Linked DNA regions of Mus musculus: regions 1 and 2 are each linked to region 3. Evidence: chromatin contacts called from public promoter capture Hi-C data. All regions are on one chromosome and are shown on one strand. Each heading gives the region's core, a stretch centred on a gene start, on an enhancer-like site or on the middle of the called end of the contact. The rest is flanking DNA. Distances are from core to core; before and after follow the strand shown.

Region 1 (3,082 bases), core at 295-2,794, about 15 Mb before region 3:
GGTCAGGGACCTCCTCACGCAGCACACAAATAAAATCCTAATAACAAGTTCGACCACACGTGACGAGAAGGCAAGGCAAGGGGACCTAGGAGAGCCTTCAGCAGGCGGATTTGAGGAAGGAGGGAGGCAAACGGAGGTTTTGCAGGGGCAGTGACGTGGGGTGCCGAGCCCCCCAACCCCGAAGATGAAAGGGAGTTAGGCCGAAGGATAACAGCACGTTTCCAGGGCGGGGGACACTGGGGAGGAACAGCCTGTGCAAAGGCCCGGAGGTGGGAAGCTTCGCACACGGCCAGTCTGGGGAAGTGAAGGGCCCGGTGCAGCAGTGTGCGGAGCGGGGGACGAGCCAGGGCCAGGCTGGTGGCCCAGGAGGTCTGCGCGGCCACGGTGGAACTTTGGCCCCGGGGGACCGGGAAGCCAAAGAAGGCAAGGATGGGTCCCGAGCAGTGTGGGAAGAAGCGGGGGCCCGCGACCCCGCTGCTCCCGGCCCTCGCCGAGGCCCTCCCCATCGCTCGCGCCCCGGCCTTGTCAGCGCCCCCCCTCCCCCCACCCCAGGACCTCACGCCGCCACCCGCTCACCGCGACTCCGGCCTCTGTCCCCCTCGCGCCCCCTCAGCAGCGCCTCTCCGCAGACGCTGCCGCCGCCGCCATCTTCCGCCCGCCGCCGTGACACGGCGCAGGCGCTGCACTAGTAGGGCCGCCGGGAAATGGAGTCCGGCACCGCGGCCGGTCCCCGCCCCTAAGGCGTGCCGCGTCGGCAGCCGCCCGCCCTCCCCGGGCGTCCACCGGAGCGGCCGCCATTTCCGGCCTTCGAGCGCCATGCCTTCTGGGAAATGTAGTCCGCGCTGCGCAGGCGCCGGACGGAAATGGGAACGAAGGCTTCTGGGAAATGGAGTTCCCAGCGGTCCGGAGTCCCTCTCCCTAGACGGCTGGCTAACGTTGAGTGGAGAGTGCTGTGAGTGGAGTTTCTGGGTCTTAGAGGAGATCTGGTGCCTTAATGGGGTCTGAGCAGAAGCCCTGAGCCTTTCCACCGCCGACCCTGACTCTGTACGGAGCCTGCAACATTCGCAGACGTCAAAAGCCTCAGTCTTCCTGTCTGTCCAATGGGAATGTGGTTTCAGGAATCTCTGCGGGCTACTTAAACGGTGTTGTATAGGGACTTGTGGAGTCCTGAGCTCTGTCAACCTCCTTTCTTTCGTGGAAGACATGCGGGGTTCTAGAGTTTCCCTCCTTTAGCTGGAGATGATGAAACACTTAGAGGCAGAAAGATTCCCCGGCTCCCGCTCTGTTGCTCTAGGGCTTTTGGGATCAGCAGGGTGTGGCTCTCTACCCCACGCCTTGTAGTCCCCGACTCTTCATCCATCGCAAGCTTCCAGGTGCCAGGACCGAGGCTCCCAGTGCCTGAGGTCTCTCTTCTTGAGATCCCGCAGGGGGCGCCCCAATCCGAGGGCGCCGCGCTCGGGGAGGCGGGCGGGGAGCCCGGGGCGGGCCCGGGAGGGGGTGTCCCGGCTATAAAAAGTGGCTGCCTCCCAAGGCGCCTGGGCCAGCGGGACTCCCGGGCTGTGTGCCTCAGGTCGGAACTCGGGGCTAGTGCCTGTAGAGAGACCGAAGCACTCGGTTCCCCCAGGGGGGCCTCAGCCTGGGTGTGTGGGGGCGCAGGCCCCGGGGATGCTGGGCTCAGTGAAGATGGAGGCTCATGACCTGGCCGAGTGGAGCTACTACCCGGAGGCGGGCGAGGTGTGTCCTCGGGGATGGCGGAGCGGGAAATGGGGGGCAGGTGTGGGGCTTAAATGCAAGCAGGCGCTGTGGTGTGGGCCCAGGTGGGAGCAACAGACCTGAGGACACAGATTCTAGGTGTGGGAGTCGGGGGACAAGGTTTGGGAGAACGATTTAGACTGCAGATCCATGCGAAGGCTTGCTTCCAACGGAAGAAAATGTTAGCAATGAAACCTCGAAGTTATACTTGAAAGGTGTCGAGCCCCTGAGTCGAATGAACAAATTGGAGGTGGGAACCGGAGCTCTAGGGTAGAGCGATAGAGCTGGAGGACCTCGAGAAATGAGTTCTGTAGTAGAGAGGAGAAATACAGAGACTAAGAGGCATTGGTAGTCCGCAGTAAGGAAAAGTTTGTGCCGGAATTCAGGGTTGAAGACGGGGGTTGGGGGACTTCGGGCAGTCGGGGGTCAGAATTGAGGTTCCGGGATAAAGATCAGCTGAGGAGCTAAGGTAGGGGCACAAATAGGGTGGTCGGGGGTCCTTCTGAGGAATCTAATGTAACAGGTGGCTTAGGTAGACTAGTCCTCAGATGACGTCAGCCTTGGAAGATCAAAAGACAAGAGGATCCACATCTGTGTGGCAGGAGTCAGCCATCCTTACCCCGACCCTCAGCAGGGGCTCTCCAGAATGTACACCATCTAGGCATTGCTAGACTTACATTAATTCCTTCACCCCAACAAACAGAAAGTCCCTCTTCACGTCTAACTCCCGTTTGTCCGAGTGCTTCTGCACCCTGTAGTCCATATTGTGATGGTGGGGAGAAGGGCCGAGGTTCTGGACCCATGAGCTCCTGACATAGACGGCTTAAGGTGGGGGGGGGGGGCTCTCGAACAAGTCAAGCTTCAGCGGCTGAGGGAGGTGGCTAGGGTCTGTATTTCCAAGTTGTGGAATTGGACTCCTGGATCCCTAGGGGTAGCTGGTCTTGGAGTTGGCGAGGTGCCCGGGAGGGGCCTGTCCTAGGTCTGGTGAGGTGTGAGGTGGGGCAGAGCTGACCGGGAAGGAATTGGGAGTGTGCAGAAGTAGAAAGGGAGGGGGCTGGAGGTGTTGGTGACTTTGTAGGAAGGCAGAAGCCAGGGTGGTATCTCAGGTCATTGGGAGTTTGAGCATTGGATTTAAGAGAGCCAACTACAAGTCTGTCCTTCTGGGGACACATCTGAAGAAGTTAGTTGAGGGTTCTAGAGAAGAAAAACTAAAATTTGGGAGTACTGTGTGAATGCTCCCCAGCCCTCAGTTGAGGAGACAGTGTATGTAGAGGCTGACGGAAATTGACAGACCAGTTGTGGATATGCATGCCTGTAAACCTAGCATTTG
Region 2 (3,042 bases), core at 195-2,694, about 12 Mb before region 3:
GCATCTTTTAAATCTGGGAATCTCAGGGCTTCTCGGGCTACAGAACAATTCCAGGCCTGGGAAGTAGAGATCTAGAATTTTGGAAGTTGAGTTCCCAGTGCTCAATTAACCCACTGGAATGATCTACCTGAGGGGCGACAATGTAACCATCTTGGCTGCATTCACTCTGAAAAGCACCACGAGAACCAGACTGGTGATGGCAGGTGTGTGGATTCCAGTCTGCTAAAGCTCAGTGAAACCCCACTTCCCGGCTATACTTCCCATCACCTTTTGGGCCCCTAACACTACCTGTTTCCAATCCTTAGTAGAGGAAAAGCCTTTTGTTTTCCAGATAGGGCAAAAGCCTCTGAGTGCAAGGAAAGGGTAGGAGAGCATGGGTGCCCAGGGTCACTCACTCTGCGTGGCACAGCTGGAAAGGTGTGAACTGGAGTTCCAAATTCAGGCAGCTCTCTGCAGAAGGACACAAGTTAAGCCCAGCAGCCCCTGGCAGCCCCAGCTACGCTCTCCCCTAAGCCCCACTCACCTGCAATAGAGTCCAGGTTGTACTCTGAGCCAGGCTCATAGTCACAGTAAATGTTAAGAAACGGACTGCCCTTGTCTCCTGAGTCCTGGGGGTGGAAACTTCTCTCAGGGGAGGTAGGGGAGGTGACAGGCATTTGGAGTAGATTCAGAGCACTTGAGAGAGACTTGGTGGGATCCACAGTGACTAAGGAGGAGGGCGTGGACAGGTGGAGGGTGCTGTGGTACCTTTATAAAAGTGATGCCCACAACCAGGCCCCGTTTTGGGGGTGACTTGTTGAAAGTGTCGATGGAGACGATCTCAGCATCCACTATGAGGGGAGTTCAAAGTTCACTGATTAGGCAGGTCTCCACTCTTGCAGCCTAACCACACTAACTTCATACCACAGCAGATGCAGGCGTCTGACCGCTATCATCATGACCTCTGAACACCGACTACTATGCTGTTGATAACTTATGTTTGCGGAATCCTGAACCCTAACTACTTTCAGGCCATGATGACCACTGTCTCGAACCCTAATGATTATCAGTTTTGACCCTGACCTCGCAACACAGTGACAATCTTAGAATCCTCAACACCAGACTCTAGTCCCGCCCCAGGCACCACAGCGCCACGCACCGGGAATGTAGTTGAATTGCAGCTCTTTAGCCACAGGCCGGATTTTCTGTCGGAGGTCTTGATAGCGGAAGCCGAGCACCTTGCCTTTAAGAGTGGCGGCCAGCAACTCCCCTCGCCCGTCCGCGCCTCCAGCAAGCCCGTACACGTTGCTTTGCGACGAGAAGCGCGTGAAGCTGTCCTCCAGCAGTGGACAAGGTCCCTCTGCCACGGCCGCCTCCCCCATCCTGGCCCTCCGCGATCGGTCCCAGATGGCCTGATGCTCCCCAACCTGTCAGGAAACCTCCACTAGCGCATACTGATGACGTCAAGAAGCTGCGGTTACTGCCCTCTACAAATATGGCGCTTGGTTCCTTGACTGGGCGGCCCAGACAAAATTGCCCTTCTGCAACTGAGTGTTCTGTCCTTGCCCATTTCGGAGCTATGGAGAGGGCCTTCCAGGATTTGAGATGGGGGAATGGAGGCGTCTCTGGGCCTCTCTGAAAGCAGTGTGTAAAGGAGAATAAGTATCACCCTGAACTGTGGGTGGGCACACACTCCTGTGAGTACAGCACTTGGGAAGTGGAGGCAGTCGCAGCAGTTTCAACCCTTCTACAAAGTTAGAGGCTAAGCTTAAGTAATAAGTAGTTTTCAGGCCCGTCGGTCTGCAGGAGACACTCCCAGCCCCCAACTTCTGTCTCTCTCTACACACACATGCACTCCTATAAATACACTCATTCTCCAACAAAAACTATCTGAACAACAAAACAATTATAAAACCTAATTACTACCCTTTTGGATAAGCACATTCGATCTGCCAATTTATTTAAACTCATAAGCAAGCTGAAGTGGAGGCACATATCTAAACTTTTTACTTTTAGAGACAGGATCTTACTCCATAGCCTTGGCTGAACCAATAATTTACAAATCAGGCTGGCAACAAACTTGTGACAATCCTCTTACCTCTGTATGCCACGTGCCAAGAACACAGGCGTGCCCTTCTAAAGTAGGTATTCTTAATATTTTTAAAACACTTATGTGTATGTTTCTGTATGGGCACATGTACCATGGCATGTGATCAGAGAACAACTCTGGGAGTCAGTTCCCTTCACCTTCTGGGTCTCAGCAATTGAACTGCTTAGGCATGGTAGCAAGCACCAGTATCTGCTGAGCCATCTTGCTGGCCCTAAGGTACTCTTGAATCTATTATATAGGCCAACTGAGTTAAGTAAATTCTTTAAGCAATATTATCTTTAAAACAGTAAAGTGTATTCTTGTACCAGGGAAAAGATCAGTTAACCTGTCCATCCTGATGGCAGAAGAGACTACCTGCTTTAGTGAACATTCATAGTGACAGTCTGCAGGACCCATGGCTACCTTGTCCACTCACACTGCTCCTGGTGCCATCACACCCTTTAGAGAGTCCCTCACAAACTTCTCACCAGAACTATGCAAAGAGCTTTACAAAGTTTGAGCCCGACGCTGAGGGAGAGCAGGATCTGGACTGAGGTTTCTGTGATGGAGGGCTTACCAGCCAGGTGCTATGAGGCCTTTCAGGGGGTCTGGATCTGCCACTTCAATCAACTCCAGCACCTGGGATGCATAGCCTCAGACACAAAGCAGGCTCCGTAGATATGCCAAAACCCTGCCGACTCTAGGCCAGATAGATGGCATAGGTGATAAGGATGCTTGCTATGCAAGCCTCACAGCAACCCAAGCCCAACCTGTGGAATCCATGGAAAAAGTCAGAGGAAGTGGTGCCTATCTGTAGTCCTAGTACTCCTTTGGAGAGATGGAGCTGGAAGCTCATGGGCCAGTTAACTTGAAGTACTAAGTACATTAGTAGAAAGAAGTCCCTGCCTTAACCCCACACACCTTTAATTCCAGTACACTGGAGGCGAGCCTAGTCTACAGCCAAAGCTACACGG
Region 3 (3,152 bases), core at 35-2,534:
CTAAGAGGGATGACAGTCCCGGAACCGAGATACAGCTGTTTAGAAGTGCTTCAACTGTCCCAACAGAAGAGCACCAACAACTGAAAGCATGGGAGCTCGCATTCCACCGACCCAGATCTAGAAAGAAAAGCTAAGCGGTCCTCACCACACACAGCAATACCTAACCACTTAGGAAGCTTCACCCACCGAGGCAGACCGTGCATCGTAGTGGAGCCTGCATCCCCAAAGCTAGAGTCCACTGATACCCCACCTCAAAGATGCAAAAGATGTGAAGCCAGGAAGTGAGCAATACGGTACAGTCCTGAATCCAAGGTTTGGGGAGGGAGTGTTAAAACAAAACACACACACACACACACACACACACACACACACACTCACAAACCCCATGCTTCCTTAAAAAGAAGATTGGTGGAAAGGGACCTCTAGGAGACTTCACTGCTAGAGCTGTAAGGACTAGGTGGAAACTTTGGCTTAGGCTCCAACTCACAACGTTAACTGCACCCTCGGGTCTTGGGGACTTTTTCCTCCACAAGATCCATCTCTTCCAAAGAGGCTTCCCCCTATCAAGACACCAACAAGCTGGAGCTTTCGGGTGCACTGAGGCAACGCTCCCGAATGGAGCTCCCGGGGAAGGCATGACTGCAGGAGTGGGCCCCGCGCCCAGAGCAGAAAGACCCCTCCGCGGCCCGCAGCGCGCCCACCGCTCCAAGCCCAGCCAGACGCGGAGGAGGACGGGCACCTCGCACCCGGGGCCGGCGCTCTGCCACGCGGGAGTCCGGACGCGGGAGGACAGAGAGAGGAGAGGGTCCCCGCCCGCCCGAGCCGAAGCTGGGCCCGAGCGCGCGGCTTGGGCCCGGCGGGAGCTGAGGCCGTGTCGCGACAGGCAGCAGGGTCGCGGAGCAAGAAGTCGGCCGATGGAGCTGAGGGAAGAGGGAAAGGGGTCCGGCCCAGTCGAACCTGACGCTCACCGCAGGAGCTGGCGCCGCCGCTGCGGAGCGTATCGCGACAGGCGAGGAGGGGGGAGAGAGAGGCGAGCGCCCGCCCGCCGCCTTTTTTTTTTTTTTTTTTCCTCTTTCCTCGCGCCCCGAGCCCGGGCGCTATCGCGATAAGAGGGCGCGAAAGCCGGAAGTAGGGTTGGGTTGTTGATAGAGGAAGTGGGCCCGGGATTGTTCTAGACGACCGAGTAGGGGATTCAGGGATCAAGGAAAGGCCCGGCAGCGGCTGCCGACGGCTCCACGGAAGCTGAACGGGCCCGGTCCAAGATGGCGGCGGCGGAGGCCTCCCCTCCTCTCTTCTCCTCTCTGGCGCCGGCCCGCCCCCGAGCCCCGAATATAGGTCCGTCATTGCTCCCGCAGTACGTCGCTCTGCGCCGTTAGGCGCGCCCCATTGGTTCCTAGCGAGAATGAGGCCAACCTCTTCATTATGATTGGCTGATCTCGGCAAGGCGCGGCGTTCGATTGGCCTCCCGCTCAGCTTGCTTGGATTGGCTCGGGTATTTCTTCCCAGCTCCTCCTCCTCCTCCCCTCCTCGGAGCACAACACGCCAGCGCGAGGACCTGGGTGTCAATCAGGAAGCCTGTGTCGTGCTGATTGGATGTGTCCGCCCCCTTACCCTAAATCAATTGGCAGCGGGGAGGAGTCAGGGTGAGGGGCGGGAAGTTACTCGTCAAGTTTAAAGGCAGCTGTAATTGGTTGCGAGGTGTATTCTACCCTGAACTCATTGGTTAGCTATGAATGTGGGTAGAGGAAAACGACAAAAAGCATAGCGTGTGAGTGTTAAAGGAAGCTTATCTAGTGGGAGACGGAGAGGTGCCAGAGGGTTGGGGATAGTAAACCCAAGTCATCTACCAATCAAAAGAGCCGCCAGCCCTAAGGGGAGGAGCTAGACAAACACCCCGCCCCTTCCCTCGGTTAGCCAATAGGGTAGCTATTAACCTGCCGACAGGTGTGGTTGTCGGAGCATCCTTCCTTTGCCTGTCTAGGCTGTTATCTGATCCTCGTAGTTATTCCCCAAGCGCGTTTGCTTGGTATATCTCTAAAACTCAGTGCTTTCTAAAGGATGAAAGAAAGAAAGAAGGAATCAGGAACATTGCAGAAGCGACTGAGAAACACAAGGCGTGGGACTGACGTTTCTCTGGTTAAGTTAGCAGACTGGGACCTTCCCTGGAGTTGCAAGGACTCCAGCTGTAGAGGAAACTGCGCTTTGCCCTACCTCGGTTACATCTGTAATGACTACTCACTAGAGTTCTGCTATGCTTCTTAAGGAGTAAACTTCTCCGACCACCCTTGCCGAGTGCTTAGGTGAGCCTCTGGTTTAATTTTGTTTGATTCCTGCCGTTTTTACACATACTTGAGTCTCACTCTCTGGATTTCTCGTTGTTTAGTACCCATGAAGCACTCCATAGCCCTTTGCTGACTAGGTTGCAAACGTGAGCACCACGTTTTCATGAATTGGGGAAACTCGATCTATCTCTGCCTACTATGTGGAGGAAAAGAAGATAAATCCACACTTGAAGAGAACGTGCACGTGCATTTCACCGCATCAGAATGGCATGAAGCAAGAGAGAAAAAATGGCTTATAAAAAGGCATATTCTTCGGCTGGAAAGATGGCTCAGCAGTTAAGAACATTTTCCTGCAGAGGACCAGTTCCCACAGGGTGGCTTGCATGCTTGTAACTTCAGTTCCAGATCTGACTCTTTCAGCTGGCATCTGCTGGTGCACTTAAGCTCACACATTTATGTAATTTTTAGATGCATATTCTTAGGGTCACATAGACTTAAGAAGGTGAAACCTAGGGACCAGTGTTTGTCCAGATTTTTTAAACAGCTTCTACACTCTCTCGAGTTTGTTATTCATTCAGTTTTGCTATTTCATGCGGGCCCAAGAATGGGGAACTGCTTCTAGCTCTATCAGGAATCCCTGCCAAATTATTAAGATGCAGCTTCCTTCTTATCTAGGCGGTCCCCAATTCTGCTTTTTCTAACAAGCTCCCAGGATATACTAATGGCCTTAAAAACAGTTATGATTCTCGGGCTGAGCTGCACTTTAGAATCACCGGGGGAGTTGGTGGAGGTAGAATCCAGATACTTAAGACTTATGCTAGAACAATTACATCAACAGCTAGAGTTGGAAACTAGTTATTCTTTCCCTGA

The links. Promoter capture Hi-C pulls out the DNA fragments that hold promoters and counts their contacts.
Region 1: a promoter capture Hi-C map of pre-B cells shows a contact between it and region 3. The contact joins the promoter of Foxa3 here to the promoter of Cnot3 in region 3. A contact is called at or near these places in 4 of 39 promoter capture datasets (the HPC-7 cell line, cranial neural crest, frontonasal cranial neural crest and 1 more).
Region 2: a contact with region 3 is called in a promoter capture Hi-C map of second pharyngeal arch cranial neural crest. The contact joins the promoter of Kptn here to the promoter of Cnot3 in region 3. A contact is called at or near these places in 5 of 39 promoter capture datasets (cranial neural crest, frontonasal cranial neural crest, liver and 2 more).

The regions. Positions count from the first base shown.
Region 1 is chr7:19,022,001-19,025,082 of GRCm38.p6, reverse strand. It overlaps Foxa3 (forkhead box A3), which reads left to right and starts at 1,544. Exons shown (of 2, transcript NM_008260.2): 1 at 1,544-1,734. The coding sequence starts at 1,666. Sympk (symplekin) reads right to left here and starts at 706. Exons shown (of 27, transcript NM_026605.2): 1 at 577-706.
Region 2 is chr7:16,118,278-16,121,319 of GRCm38.p6, reverse strand. It overlaps Kptn (kaptin), which reads right to left and starts at 1,444. Exons shown (of 12, transcript NM_133727.2): 1 at 1,139-1,444; 2 at 748-830; 3 at 524-608; 4 at 396-450. The coding sequence starts at 1,361.
Region 3 is chr7:3,643,401-3,646,552 of GRCm38.p6, reverse strand. It overlaps Cnot3 (CCR4-NOT transcription complex, subunit 3), which reads right to left and starts at 1,284. Exons shown (of 18, transcript NM_146176.3): 1 at 969-1,284. Gm15927 (a long non-coding RNA gene) reads left to right here and starts at 2,208. Exons shown (of 6, transcript XR_003946711.1): 1 at 2,208-2,300; 2 at 2,384-2,739.